Linked DNA regions of Gasterosteus aculeatus: region 2 is linked to region 1. Evidence: chromatin contacts called from public Hi-C data. All regions are on one chromosome and are shown on one strand. The core of a region is the stretch at or near the end of the contact, and the rest is flanking DNA. Distances in the headings are between cores, read along the strand shown. Region 1 overlaps LOC120831989 (a long non-coding RNA gene). Region 2 overlaps col5a1 (procollagen, type V, alpha 1).

Region 1 (6,260 bases), core at 1,593-4,092:
AAGGTTGTTAGTTGCGCTTTAGTGTTTTCTGTGTGGTTAAAATGTCACAGAATGGTCTTCGCAGGCATGCTGTGACTTTACTAATACAACCGTTCATAGTGATGTTTGGTCCAACTCGCACATCTTCGCCTCGTTGACCATGTGGGAGTTTTCTATCCAGATGTTCCCCTGGAGATGATACCTTTACAAACGCGATAATACGAGAGCTAATCTTGATTTGATCAAAAGATAAATGCGGACTTCCTCACTAAGCACTGCAGGCCTGGTCCATACTTCTTCTTTGACAGTTGCATAGCGGCAGAATCCAACACAAGCACTTTCTGGGGAGATCCTGAGGATTACATGTTTCCTCTTCAATAGGAGAAAAAAACAAAACTGATTTGTGTTTTGGTTTCCTCTAGAATCCTCCAGTGCGACGTCTCTGGCTCGCGACGCGGCGGCATTGTGGGATCACTCCACCATGTTGGAAACATGAAGGTGTTTCGCTCCTGTCTCAGTCTGCAGAAGCGTGTCACCGGCGGCGTTACAATAAACATCCAACTCGTGTTCCACCTCGCCAGCCGGCAGCGTCCCTCAGCGGTTCCCTTCTTCTTCTTCACCCCCATACGGGGCAACCATATCCTAAACTTTGTATTTTTCACTTAAACCCTAATAACAAAAATGTCTCTTACTTTTTTCCATCTAAAATAAAGGCTTCTACGGGATTGTAAAAATGTGATTTTTCTCTGTGCATCTATTCATGTTCTGAAAAAATATTATCTGAAAGGACATCAGAATGAGCAAAAACCAAAGGGAGCACACGGATCATTTCTATTGCAGAGTTCAAAAGGTTGTCGATCCACAGCGTTTATGGCATGAAAACATTCCGCTATTAGCTCTCGCTGTCGCTATTATATGACCATAATGCTGCGGTCAATGTGATTCAAGATGAAATATGACAACAGTTTAATTGAGTGCAATACGAGTAAAACAAATGTTTTTGATTGAAGGGGGTTTTTCAGAAAAGTGCAACAAAATATTCCACCAGGTTCCCGGCCTGTTGGAAAAAGTTAATATGTGAACTATTGATATTGGCCTCGTCTTTTAAAACCGTCAGACCCCAAATGACTGGCTTCTTTATTTGAGCAGCTTTTTTTTTCCCTGTGAAAAAATACAGAAATGCTTTATTATTAAACGGAGCAGGACGGACTACTTGAGGAAGTTTGGAGAGATTTAAAACGGTCTCAATAATCTCTTATTAATCACTTTTATGAGGCTCGCTGCTTGCGAGTGACCCGCACTGAGCCCGATGACGTAGACGTTCTCAGGCTGTCTCCACCAGGTTTCAACTTCAGTGACGCGTTTGGGCCGTTGCTAGGATTCACTATCACAGGAAAATAAAGCCGGCAGTGAGATTATTATTATTTTTTTTTGCTGTTTTCAATCCCTCAAAAAATGTGGACGATACAGCAGCCGTGAGGGATATTCGGAGATTACGGTTTTAAATCAATTGAAGACCAAAACATTCATTTGATCATGAGGGGAACAGAGCACCCAAGGGTGCCACACAGATCAGGACGGATTAACCTCAGCAGGGAGATCCGTCACGCCGCCTTTTGTGGCGAAACCACCCGACGGAGACAAACAGAAAGGGGATTTGGATTGAGGTGGGAATAAAGATTTGGTTTAATTTATAATCACAACAGAGGATCAAATGCGCTCGTCCGTCTCCTGGTTGGATCATTCGCTCGGAGCCGTGTGTCCTCACTAAGTATATTGTGTAAAACAAAAAAAAACAGAAAAGTGTCGGGTCCAAACCGGGCCTGTGTGGTGTGCGGGTGGCCCGGGGACTTGAGCTGCATGGCTATAGTCAGGTAATCTGATTAAAGTCAGCGATTAGCCGCTAAATCGCTCTACTCCTCAGAGAAGAGTCACGTGACAACGCTACATCGTAACAGTAATATCAAAGACGGGTTATGAAGACATCCAACGGGGGGGAAAATCAGAGCCCAGCAAACGGGACGTGCAGCCATCATGGATGTTTTATAAGAAAAACCTGTGGCTGATTCAACACGACGTAGCAGCGTCTGACGCTGTCGTACACTGACTTTGGGTAAGAATGCCAACCCGAATGTATCTGTGTGTGTGCGTTAAACAGATCGAAAGGAACCACGTTGGTATTCATGTGAAGTTCATCTGATGGATCATCGAAACTCTCGCTCCTTTTGTTTTTGCTGCACGTCGACACCCTTTTAGGGAACATTGTGTTTCTTTAGCAGCTACTGTAAGGGGGGCGGGATTCTAATGTGGCTTTGACAACACAATCCAACCCTTTGCGCGTTACACAGAATCCATGTCGTCCTTCATTCAAGTGTGTTTATTCATTTTTCACAACTTGACTTGACTGTGATCTTTCTTCCCATGCCAACCTGCACAAGTAGAACACAGGATACGTAGAGTATGAACACACACACAAAGTGTTTCTTTTTGATGCTCATGATAGTATCAGATCCAGTTACTTTGAAGATGAGCTGAACTACAACGTTCGTCGACCTCCGTTGTCGCGGACAACGATTCCTGTTTTTTGTTTCCGTAGTTTTCTCACTCCAACCGGACGGCAGCTCTTGCGAGAGTGCAGATTTTCACTGCAGCTGGTGACTGAGGCCCAAATTCCAGTCCAGCTGGGGTGTGCAACACGGTCAGGGACAGCTCCCGTCACCCCCCCCCCCCCCAGTCATCCCTCTGTTCCCCCCAGAGATCTCAGACAGACCTCATGTGGCCGGCCACAGTTTACATGGCCTCCTTTCTTCTCCGTCTCTTACAATTTATTTACACTGCCGTCGCCTAGCAACCGCCACAACACTCGCCGACTCCGCCTCTCCTCCTGCTCCCTGAGTCATTGGCAGCTAACCTCCTTTTTGCACAGAGCCCCATCTGCAGAATGCTGACGAACACGTGTGCTGGGATGTTCGGGTACCATTGGTGGTCCGCGCACAACCATGATGAAACGCACACGTGGACACACTTTTCCAGCAGCTGCAGGGGTGAGGCGGAGGATAACCCAGGTGGGAGTTCAAAGACAGGTTGTGACTCAGAAAAACCGAGACACTCAACTTATCAGAGAGCGATATTAAGGTCTGGGAACTTATCAACGCTTGGCTCTTCCGCCTCTTGCCCCCTCGTCTGCGATGGATGTTTTCTGGAGGGGAAAAAAAAAAAAAAGAAAGAGAAAAGGACCAGAAGTCCAATGCCTCCGGTCTGCCATGACATCATTCCTGCGCACATCTGGAAACGCTAGAGCGAGTGTGTGTGTGAGAGAAGAGGGAGCTGCAGAAGAATAGGGGGGCTGGTGACACATCAGCAGTATGGAGCAAAGAGGGGGAAGAGCAAAAGAAAAGAAGGGAAAAGATTGTTTATCAGAACATAGACAAAGATGCAATGTATAACCAAACTGTGTAAACACGGCCTTTGTTCTGACAGCGTTCTAAGTCGCCGCCTTTGTGCAGCAACCTGAAGCCAAACCCGGTTTCTTGGCTTTATTTGAATGTTTTCCTCAAGGAAATACTTTTTTTAGTTTTAAATTTTAATTAATATCCAGGTTGATTTTCTCAGATTTAAGAAAATTAAGTGTGACGCCAACAGGTATATTGATCCATCTTATATTTATAGTCTTGATTTTTTTTGTTCTCTTTTGTGGCCAGAAAGACAAAATATCTGGCAACCATTTTCCTTCCTTCTCATTCCCACCACCGGAGGGCGACACTTTACTCATTCTGTATTGATGAAAAGTGTAGCCTTTTATGACAGTTATTGTAAAAACGGCTTAAAAAAGAGTTACATTAATCATTTCCTGATGTATACTGTTCACAGGCTGCATTTCACAAGGATCATACAAATCTGTTTCTCTAAAGGCAAATACAACGGCAAGCGATACCAAGTGGAGTACACGCCTACTCGACATTCATACGGAGAAGTAGAGATGTGGGATTATGAAAGAAGGAAATGGGGGAAAAGAGGAGGGTTAATGGTGGAAGGGGATGTGGAGAAAGCTGTTTGCCAGATGTTTGTGTCCATACTGCAAACAGGCAAACCAAAAACGGCTCATTGAGCATATTATGATCTCTCAACTTCTGCCCTCTCTATCAAACTGACTCAAAACTATCACATTTTCTGGCCCATCCATCATTTTTCATTCATTGCCCTGCTATTGTCTGGTTTTGGGCCCAGTTTTTAGGAAGGGAAGAGAGAAAGTCCTGTTGACATTAAAGGCAAAGCTGCAACTTTCAAATGCGCTTTCGCAAGACCGAACATGAAACGGGAGGCCGGTAAATGAGAGGAGGAAGCAGGCGGGCAGAACACGTTGGACATACGCAGGTCACCGAGGTGACGGAGGCGTTTCCTCCTCTCGAAAACCGACCCAGCGATCCGGGCCACAGCGGCCTGTGACGTCGGCGTCTCCAGCGGGGCCCGCGGACCGCAGCGGACCGCAGCCCCCCTCCCCTACCCCCCCACCCCGCTTCCTGTCTCGCGTGGGGTACCATTACCACCGACCATCATGACCCAACTCGTCTACAATGTGGCACAGTTGCGCTCTTTTTCCGCGAGCATCATCTCCCCCGATTGGTCACGGATGTCTCATTTGGGGGAGCAGAGGAAAGAGGCTGGAAGATTATTTTTTTTTTTTTAAGTCGGGTGGTTGGGGTGGGGGGGTTATGAGCCAACGCTCACCCTCATCCAACAGCCTGAACAAGGCCTCCACCCCCGGTGGGTTATCCTTTCGTCAGCTTGGAAAAGTGGAAAAAGGTCTGACTCACAGGGTGATAAATTCCTTTCCTATGTTGAGGGATTCCCCAAGGAGACCATGACCAGCACGTCGCCACCAGATGCCAAGAAATAAATAAGTTCGGCTTTAAAAGACATTAATTCAACGTGGTAATCAGTAAGTGTTAGCAACTAATATCCTTCCTCCAGGAGCGCTGAGCCTTGTTCCACTATGTTGTTTCAGTGCACAGACGTCAGAAATTAGGTTTCATATGGTCCTGAAATGTGAAATCGGGCTTTTTGCAATAACTCACATTTGAGATCTAAAACTTTCTCATATTTTCCATGTTATGGGATATATTAGGCCAATATATTATTCTTCAGGCAGTGTTGTGGGCTTTACAACACTAGTGTCAGAGTTTGGCTCCTGCAGAGGCTTTACACCGTTTTGTCATGCTGCGCTTGGGCAGGGTTCCTCATGCTGCTCGTCTGGAACATTTCACATGGAGGGTTGCAAGTCGCAATTTACTCGCATTGAGGGCTACAATATCCTCACACAGGGAACCAGTTTAGATTTGTTATTGTGCTTTTAAAAAAAAAATTGATTCAACCAATAATATCTTCAAGATGACAGTGCCATGACCATCTAAAAAGAAACTCGCCCAATGGCCAGCAAAATATACACACAGCTGTGAGTTCAATCATCTAAAATCATCTAGATCATCTCTGAGAATATCAGCCAAGACCAAGAACACAAATAATTCCCAGCTGCTGTCGTAAGTCCGCCTTCCTTCATTTGTCCTCAAAACATCATGGAAACGAAGAACAACAAGCTGCCTTCAATCAAACAACACAAGCCACGCCAGCCCCCCCCCCCCCTCCCGCCCCATTGCTCCTTGCAATGGTCCACGGCATTCACATGTCGAGGTGAGTTGTAAAAAACTGCATTTTCCGGTTGATGGAAGGAGAACGTGTGCAGACTTACCGTTGCTGAGGGTCGAGTAATGACCTTAAATGACCTCTGGGTGTGAAGGACCTTCACGGGCGAGGGGGCCAATGACAGAACCCCCGGATCAAAGAGAAGGAAAGAAAGGTACTCAGTCATGATTATATGACAGTCTGAAGAGGTGCGGCAGTTTAAAAACAATAATCTACAAAATCTTTGGTTCAGCTTAATTGAACTAAAAGTACACCAAACTATTTAAGAACTGGGGTGATGATCTGAAAGCTAATGAAACCTGCATATGTGTAATAAATTAGGTTTGTAAACTACTCCTCAGTAGGCTAATGTATATTAGCACTACATTTGTACATTTGAGTGTCATCAGCATAGAAGTGGAATTTATGTAATTTCTTTACTGGTGTAACAAGGCGACATTGTCTGTGGGCATGAAACTCAACACCAACGTGCTCCCGGAAGCTCTGCCATCGATGTGTGACCGGGTGTGAACCTTGGATCGTGGGATCCACTGTGGTCAGTGGGTGCAAAGGTCGACACCCAAAGGAGCCTTTCAGCAAGA
Region 2 (6,260 bases), core at 1,531-4,030, 43 kb after region 1:
CCGGAAAAAAGTCCAAATCTGTGAATATCTTGCCAACTTTCAATACGGATCGACTTTTTGGAAAATGGAAATAATGAGGTAATATATGCGCAGGTTCCTCCATAGTTCAATAAAGTTATTAGATATTCAGATTCAGACTGACGGACCGGTCTGCGAGCTGGACGCAGTGCTCTTAATGTGCCGGTAATGATGGTAAATGATGGTTGTAGCTGGTTTTCATCTACGGTCCACTACGATCACCGAAGGGGGGCGTTTGTTTTTCGACATGTTTTATCTTTTTATCCCCTTACATTAGTGCGGAAATGGGCTTCTATAGTTGTGTGGATGCATCACTCCAGCCAATCCAAAGACGGGGTTTGTAACCAATCAGGTGTAGAGACCATGGTGACTGGCTCCGCCCCCTCACTGTCAAAAAGAAAAACAGCGAGCGCGTAGAAAACACCTTCGAGCGCGAGCAGAGACTAACTTCGCGAGCGAGGAAGTTCACGCTCCTGCAAGCGAGCAAATATCTCGCGCGAGATTAATTCTGATTATTAACTTTTCTGAATCGAGACCGAATCGTTCTAGAGAGAATCGAGAGAAATCGACGTTAGCAGCGTGTCCCCGCGGGCAGCACGTAACCCACTAAGTGTGTGAATTGACTCCACTCTCCCTTGCAGATGGCATCGAGTGGCAATCAGTGTGCACAAGCAGACCATCACCCTCATTCTGGACTGTAAAAAGAAGGCCAGCCAGAAGCTGCTGCGAAGCCCTCACCCCATCATCGATACCAAGGGAATTGTAGTATTTGGAACCAGGATACTGGATGAAGAAGTCTTTGAGGTGGGCGTAATCTACATGTTTTATAATCATAAAATACTATGTTAAGACAATCTACGTAAATGGTATTTTTCTCTTTTGTTCTCTTTATAACTGAAATTCTTTTGCTGGTCAAACCTCTCATGTGGCTTCTATGCAGTTAAAACACGGTCCAACTCTAAAAGTTATGTTTCTGGTTTCATTGTTGCATTCTTTCTCTAAATTGGCTTGAACGTTTTCTTGTTTACAGAGGTTTTTGACGAGTGGCGACGGGTTTTTGTCATTAGAATGCAGAATTCTCTTCTTCCTGCCTTTTTTCTTTCCATGCGTGTAAACGCTTTGTGGCCGGAGATGAAGGACGGCCGTTAATTCTGACAAGAGACAGGAAGCTTTTTTGGGGTTTCTGTTACTTTGCTTTTTCCTCAGTGTGCAGAATGTGAGTTAGCTGGTACAGTTTCCTTAAACAAGCTTTTGTGTGGATATTTGTGGCCCCTCGCCGTGACCCCTGTCAGGAACATGCACGCACAAACACACTACGGCGCACAGCGAGCGCACAAGGCACAAGGAATAAGCGTTGTCTTTGTCCCGGCAGAGTTGTGCTTGTTTAAAGGGGGATTAGTCTGTGACGCCGAGGCCCTCAATAATAATTAGTAGCAGAGGTTGACTGATGTGACTGATGCTGAGCCAGCCGACCTTTAACCTTTACTGCTGCTCAGGGAGAGCAGACGAAAAGAACGAAATATGACGTCACTCCGTCCCCCACAATCCCCAAAAGTTGGTAAAAGATGAGTAACGAGTGAAGCAACACATGCTTTACATACAATTCTTTGGATATTGTTGCCCGGTATAAACACAGCAGGCTAATGTGCACTAGTAAATTCCTTAATCTACCAACCGGATGACTGCATTTATTCTGCACAAATGTAATGTACAGCTGAAATCTCATCATTGCCCGCTGGTCTTTAGATTGAAGTGATGTGGGGGGGCAATTCAACCAGCTATCAGGGTCCACTGGTTACCGTGGGAAGCCAGATAGTGTGTGTGTGTGTGTGTGTGTGTGTGTGTGTGAGATGTTTGAAGCCCTCCCGCCGTGCGTCCGCCAGTTGGGAGACAGGACAGGCTCCAGTGCGTGCAGAAAATGGAAAATATGCCACATATTTTCCAAATTACGCTCAGGCCGCGCTCCTTTCCTCCTCTGACTCCCTTCTCCCCTCTGTAGTTTAGTCTGATCCCGTGTTGACTTTCGCCGGAGTCAGTTACCATCAAGAGCACGGAGAGCGACACAAAGAAAATAAAAAAGCCCCAAAAGATTTCCACGCGTCCTCAGGACGAATGCATAGAAAGAATTTCCCTATAGAAAAAGAGAAAATCTATGTTTTTTTTTTATTAAAAAAATAAATCATAAAATCAAAACGTATTTATATAAAAAGGCGTAAGGGAGTGAATGCAATGTTTAAGTTTACACTGATTAGTGTAGTAGCCTGGCGCTTTGCTTTTACGACTGTATGCAGAGGTGGTTTGTGGTTTGGTTCCTGACATGGTGATGGTGGCCACAGAGAAAGCGCCTACTCTCTGCAAGTACCACAGTGTTATTTAGAAGAAGCAAGAGCTCTGTGGCGAGTGCGAGTGAAGGCATGGCCTTTGGCCTGCATAAAGGGACGCTCATCCGTTGCCAATGAGACAGTGATTACTGCTCGGTTATCATTCATGAAGGACCAAGACTCTTCAACAGACCAGCTAATGACTTTTAGTGACTTAGTTGTCTTCCTTCTGGACTGTGGGGGTCATGGATGTTGAAGGCACGCATGATCTAGTCTCTCTAGACACCGGAGAGCCGGGTCAGAGGAGCCCAGATCCGGAGAACAAGATGTTCGGGATGGAGAGGAGTGGGGAGCGGCGGCTTCGGCCCGGCGCAGCCAAAAAACCCTTTTGAGTCACACTCTGGAAAGAATGAGGAGCTCTCTTCCCGCTGATGTCAGTGTTGGAACGCCGACCGTGCACCGCATGACCTCATCCAGAGGTTTCCTTGGTATCCGCTGATAGGCTGTCCCAGACCGCCGGTCTGAACGAGAGGGAGGGGGGTGATGTGGTGCATGTGGTGATCGGTCGGTGGAGATGGGAGGGGGGGAGGGGGTCGGAAAAGCGGGATGTGCTTCAGAAGCGGAGGGTTTAGGTAAAGAAATGATGGAATAAAGGATCAAAGATGGACAGAGTGGGGGGGGGGAGATAAAGGCAGTGCGATAAGAGTTGGCGGTTGGCGGGCGGCTGACGCGGTGCAACCAGAGCCAGGGAAAAGTAGTAGGGAGGCGCTCTGGCTGCTTGTCGAGAGCTTTGATATTTGTACACATCCCGTGTCCTCATCTTTACCCCTTGACTTGTGTTCAAGTTCCCTCCATCTAACTCATCGGCCGTTATTTACAGCTCATGTGTCACTTTGAAGCCTCGATGTATAGAGGCTGTTCTAAATTAACATTTTTTATACTGTAGATTTGACATGGCTTCCTTTACAGCAGATGTTAAGCCTCTTCTTGGCCCGCTGTCCGGGATAGTAGTAAAATTGGTCTGAATGATGTTTCTGGTCCGTGACAAGGCTCCTGTTATTCATGGTGTGTTACGTGCAAATGGCTCTAGCAAAGCTTCTCTAGAAACTTTAAAGTTGACTCTTTTTTTTTTAGGATCCCTCGTATCTCCCTGTCCACAGTCCGAGCCACATATTGGCTCTTGACAGTATTGTCGAACACTTTTTTGCACAAACATATTTCTTTTTGTCCAGGGCCGAGAGTCCAGCCTGGGATAAATTAGCCCATTTTCCCACTTGGGGTTAAAGAGCCCAGATTTATGATATTTACACAGCTCTTCTCTTTGCTCTATTGTCCTTTGTTACTAGAATTTCAAACCACTTTGTCCACAGCCAGTTCTGTAATGTGAAATCCCTTCACGCGTTTGTATGCGTTGTCTTGTCCACGGTTAAAGTCCAGCGTCACCGTCAGAACACGCGCTTCTGTCCCAGGAATGGGGCGCAGACTTCAGTAGCATCCCGGGGGGAAGATGAAGTTTCCACCATGGTAATTAAGAAAATTTCCCTAACTCATGTCAGATGTTTGTCTTTCGCCCCCGTTATTCCCTCTGTTATTCCTCCGCTGTGTCGGCGAGCCCCCCCGGAGTGTCGCCTCAGCACTTCTCTCGTGTAGACTTTCAGCCAAACGCTCAGGATCTACGTCTGCTAGGCGAGGTGAGCCCGCTCCGGTTTCCCGCCGCCCCGAACGAGCAGGAAATGTGAATGTGGTATGGAATTAAAATCTTATACCGAGGGGAGGCCGGGGGCCGTGACGAAGAGGCCCAGATGGGATCCAGGAGAGCAGGACGGGGGCGAGGAGGTGAGGGACTGGAGGTGCTGTGCGGTGGATAAGTGGGGTGGCAGACGGGCCTGTTGCTCTTGGCAGCTGCTCCGACTGTACAGATTGAGCTGCAGCCTGGAGGGGAAAGGGTTTGTGGGTAAAAAAAACAACAACAACCTTTATGTCTGCTAAAGGTTTGGTTCTGGAGATTTATTGGAGTGAAAGTTCTCTGGAGGCATATGTGCCTTTTTAAACCAGCTTTTTTCTGCATGTACCGGAATGCATCATACGTGTGCATGTGTGTGTGTGTGTCCATGCTGATTAATGGCCTCTGCGCGGCGGGCTAACCCCCTGCGACGCCTTGTTTGGCTGCGGTGGTGGGATCGGAGCTCGCCCAGGCGCTGGGGCTGTGTGTGTCGGTGCGGGCTGGCAGAGGGGCCGGGGCCTGGCTCGCCGCTCGGCGGTGACTGTGTAAATATGTCGGGAAAGCAGCTCTCCCCCCCTTAAATGCAGCTCGGACCTCCCAGAGTCTTACACTGCTCCGCGCGCCCCCCTCCAGTCCGTGTTTTATTCGGTGACATTTAATCAAGAAAAACAACAACAACTAGACTCTTTCCTCCGGGAAGCTGTTGTGCCAAAGGCCATTGGAAAGTGTCCCAGGGGATTTGGAGAAATAATGAGCATTGATTAGTCTATTTGGGGGGCCTCACTAATCAAAACGAGTGTTCGTCGGGCTCCAAATGCCTCCTGCATACATTTTGTGTGTATACTGTAAGTAAGATATACATGGATGCTGTAACGCTTGTAGTTGCAATAACCGACCCCACTTCGGCCTGAAGTTGTTTTGGACACCGTGCCAGAGGGATCAGCATGACCTCGGTCCACCCTGCATGATTGTGGGTCAGGTTCAGATGGAGCACTCTCCTGCCACCACCTGGACGCATCCAGAACATCCAGTATGGGGGGGGGGGGATGTTGATGTGAGATTTGAGTAAATAAAATACAGAGAAAAAGAGAAGGTCGATGCTTCTAAGTGTTACTGATCGGCCTTTGTTCCGCTGCTGTAGTCCTGAAGACTGCAGGATCAGGATTTGGGTTGCCGGTTCAGCGTCCGCATGCAAGCGTCTTCAACAGTTCCTTGAGGACAAAGCATGCAAAGTGGGACTGACTGCTGCCCACAGCCACGGCCAATGGCCTTTTCCCCGCCGGAGAGAGGAGTCATATTTCAGCCGAGTCCCGGGAGATGCTGACGGCAGTAACCCTGTTATTGTCTGAAACTTACCGCCGTAAGCACCTCGGTGATGTGTCACGTGGTGCTGCGGCGGTGAAAAACGTCGCCGTTCCCTCTCGAGTGTGAAAGCTGATTGCACGGCTTCCACGCCTCCCCCCCCCCCGGGGGGGTTTTGTGTGCGATCGTATAATTCCAGGTTTCCTTCCCGCTGTTTGGAGTGCTCCGTTTGGGTGTTCCTATGTTGCCATGTGTCAACCGTGTGACATATATTTCGGTCTGTCGCTGTCTGGGTGAAGTAATCGCTGTTATCGAATTCAGAATCCCTGACTGAGCAAGTAGCGTTGTTGCGGTGCGATTTCCTGTCATCCAAACGAGTGACGAGTCGCCCGCATGTTCATGCAAATATGTCCTCCCCAAATGCGCTGCCGGGGCCGAGTTTACTGCTCACGTGCTGAAGGGGAGTTGATGAAGTTGGCATTAGCGTCCCACCGGAGTGCAGCACGTGGGGATGTTCACTGCTTGCCTGCATCTATTAAACAGCAGCTTATATAAAGTTGGGCCCCGTAATCTGTTGAGTGACGTGCGGTGAAGAGAGCAGCTGAGGTTGGAAGACGAGGAAATCAGAACCAGCTGAAGCGGGTCCAGATGTTGACACTGGTTTTACTGTGAAGGTGTAGGCCGGTCCACGGGAGGAGAGAGACGTCTCGGCTGATGTTATCAGGGATACCATGCATCGGTTTTGGGAGTTTATAGCAGAAAGTCGGCGTCATGACTGATACACGTCTGATTTTACATGGAAGCTGCATTGAGGGAAATGTAAAGTATTCAGTTTTCCACTAAGAAAGTTGGCTGCTCGGCATTTTTTTTTTCTTCTTTCTGCTAGAATTTCCTTC

Evidence for each region. A called contact is a pair of places that touch in the nucleus more often than the background predicts.
Region 2: a contact with region 1 is called in a Hi-C map of skeletal muscle, with 2.8 times the contacts expected there. The contact joins two enhancer-like sites. A contact is called at or near these places in 4 of 6 Hi-C or Micro-C datasets (skeletal muscle, tail fin and whole body).

Annotation. Positions count from the first base shown.
Region 1 is chr14:3,287,414-3,293,673 of fGasAcu3.hap1.1, forward strand. It overlaps LOC120831989 (a long non-coding RNA gene), which reads left to right. Exons shown (of 2, transcript XR_005714137.2): 2 at 402-718. Among protein-coding and RNA genes, the nearest start is that of LOC120831989, 4.5 kb to the left of the region's middle. Within about 2 kb of position 2,843, at least 5 of the 9 cell types and tissues checked have open chromatin away from gene starts, as enhancers often do.
Region 2 is chr14:3,330,056-3,336,315 of fGasAcu3.hap1.1, forward strand. col5a1 (procollagen, type V, alpha 1) reads left to right here. Exons shown (of 66, transcript XM_078088951.1): 4 at 660-822. Among protein-coding and RNA genes, the nearest start is that of col5a1, 20 kb to the left of the region's middle. Within about 2 kb of position 2,781, at least 1 of the 9 cell types and tissues checked has open chromatin away from gene starts, as enhancers often do.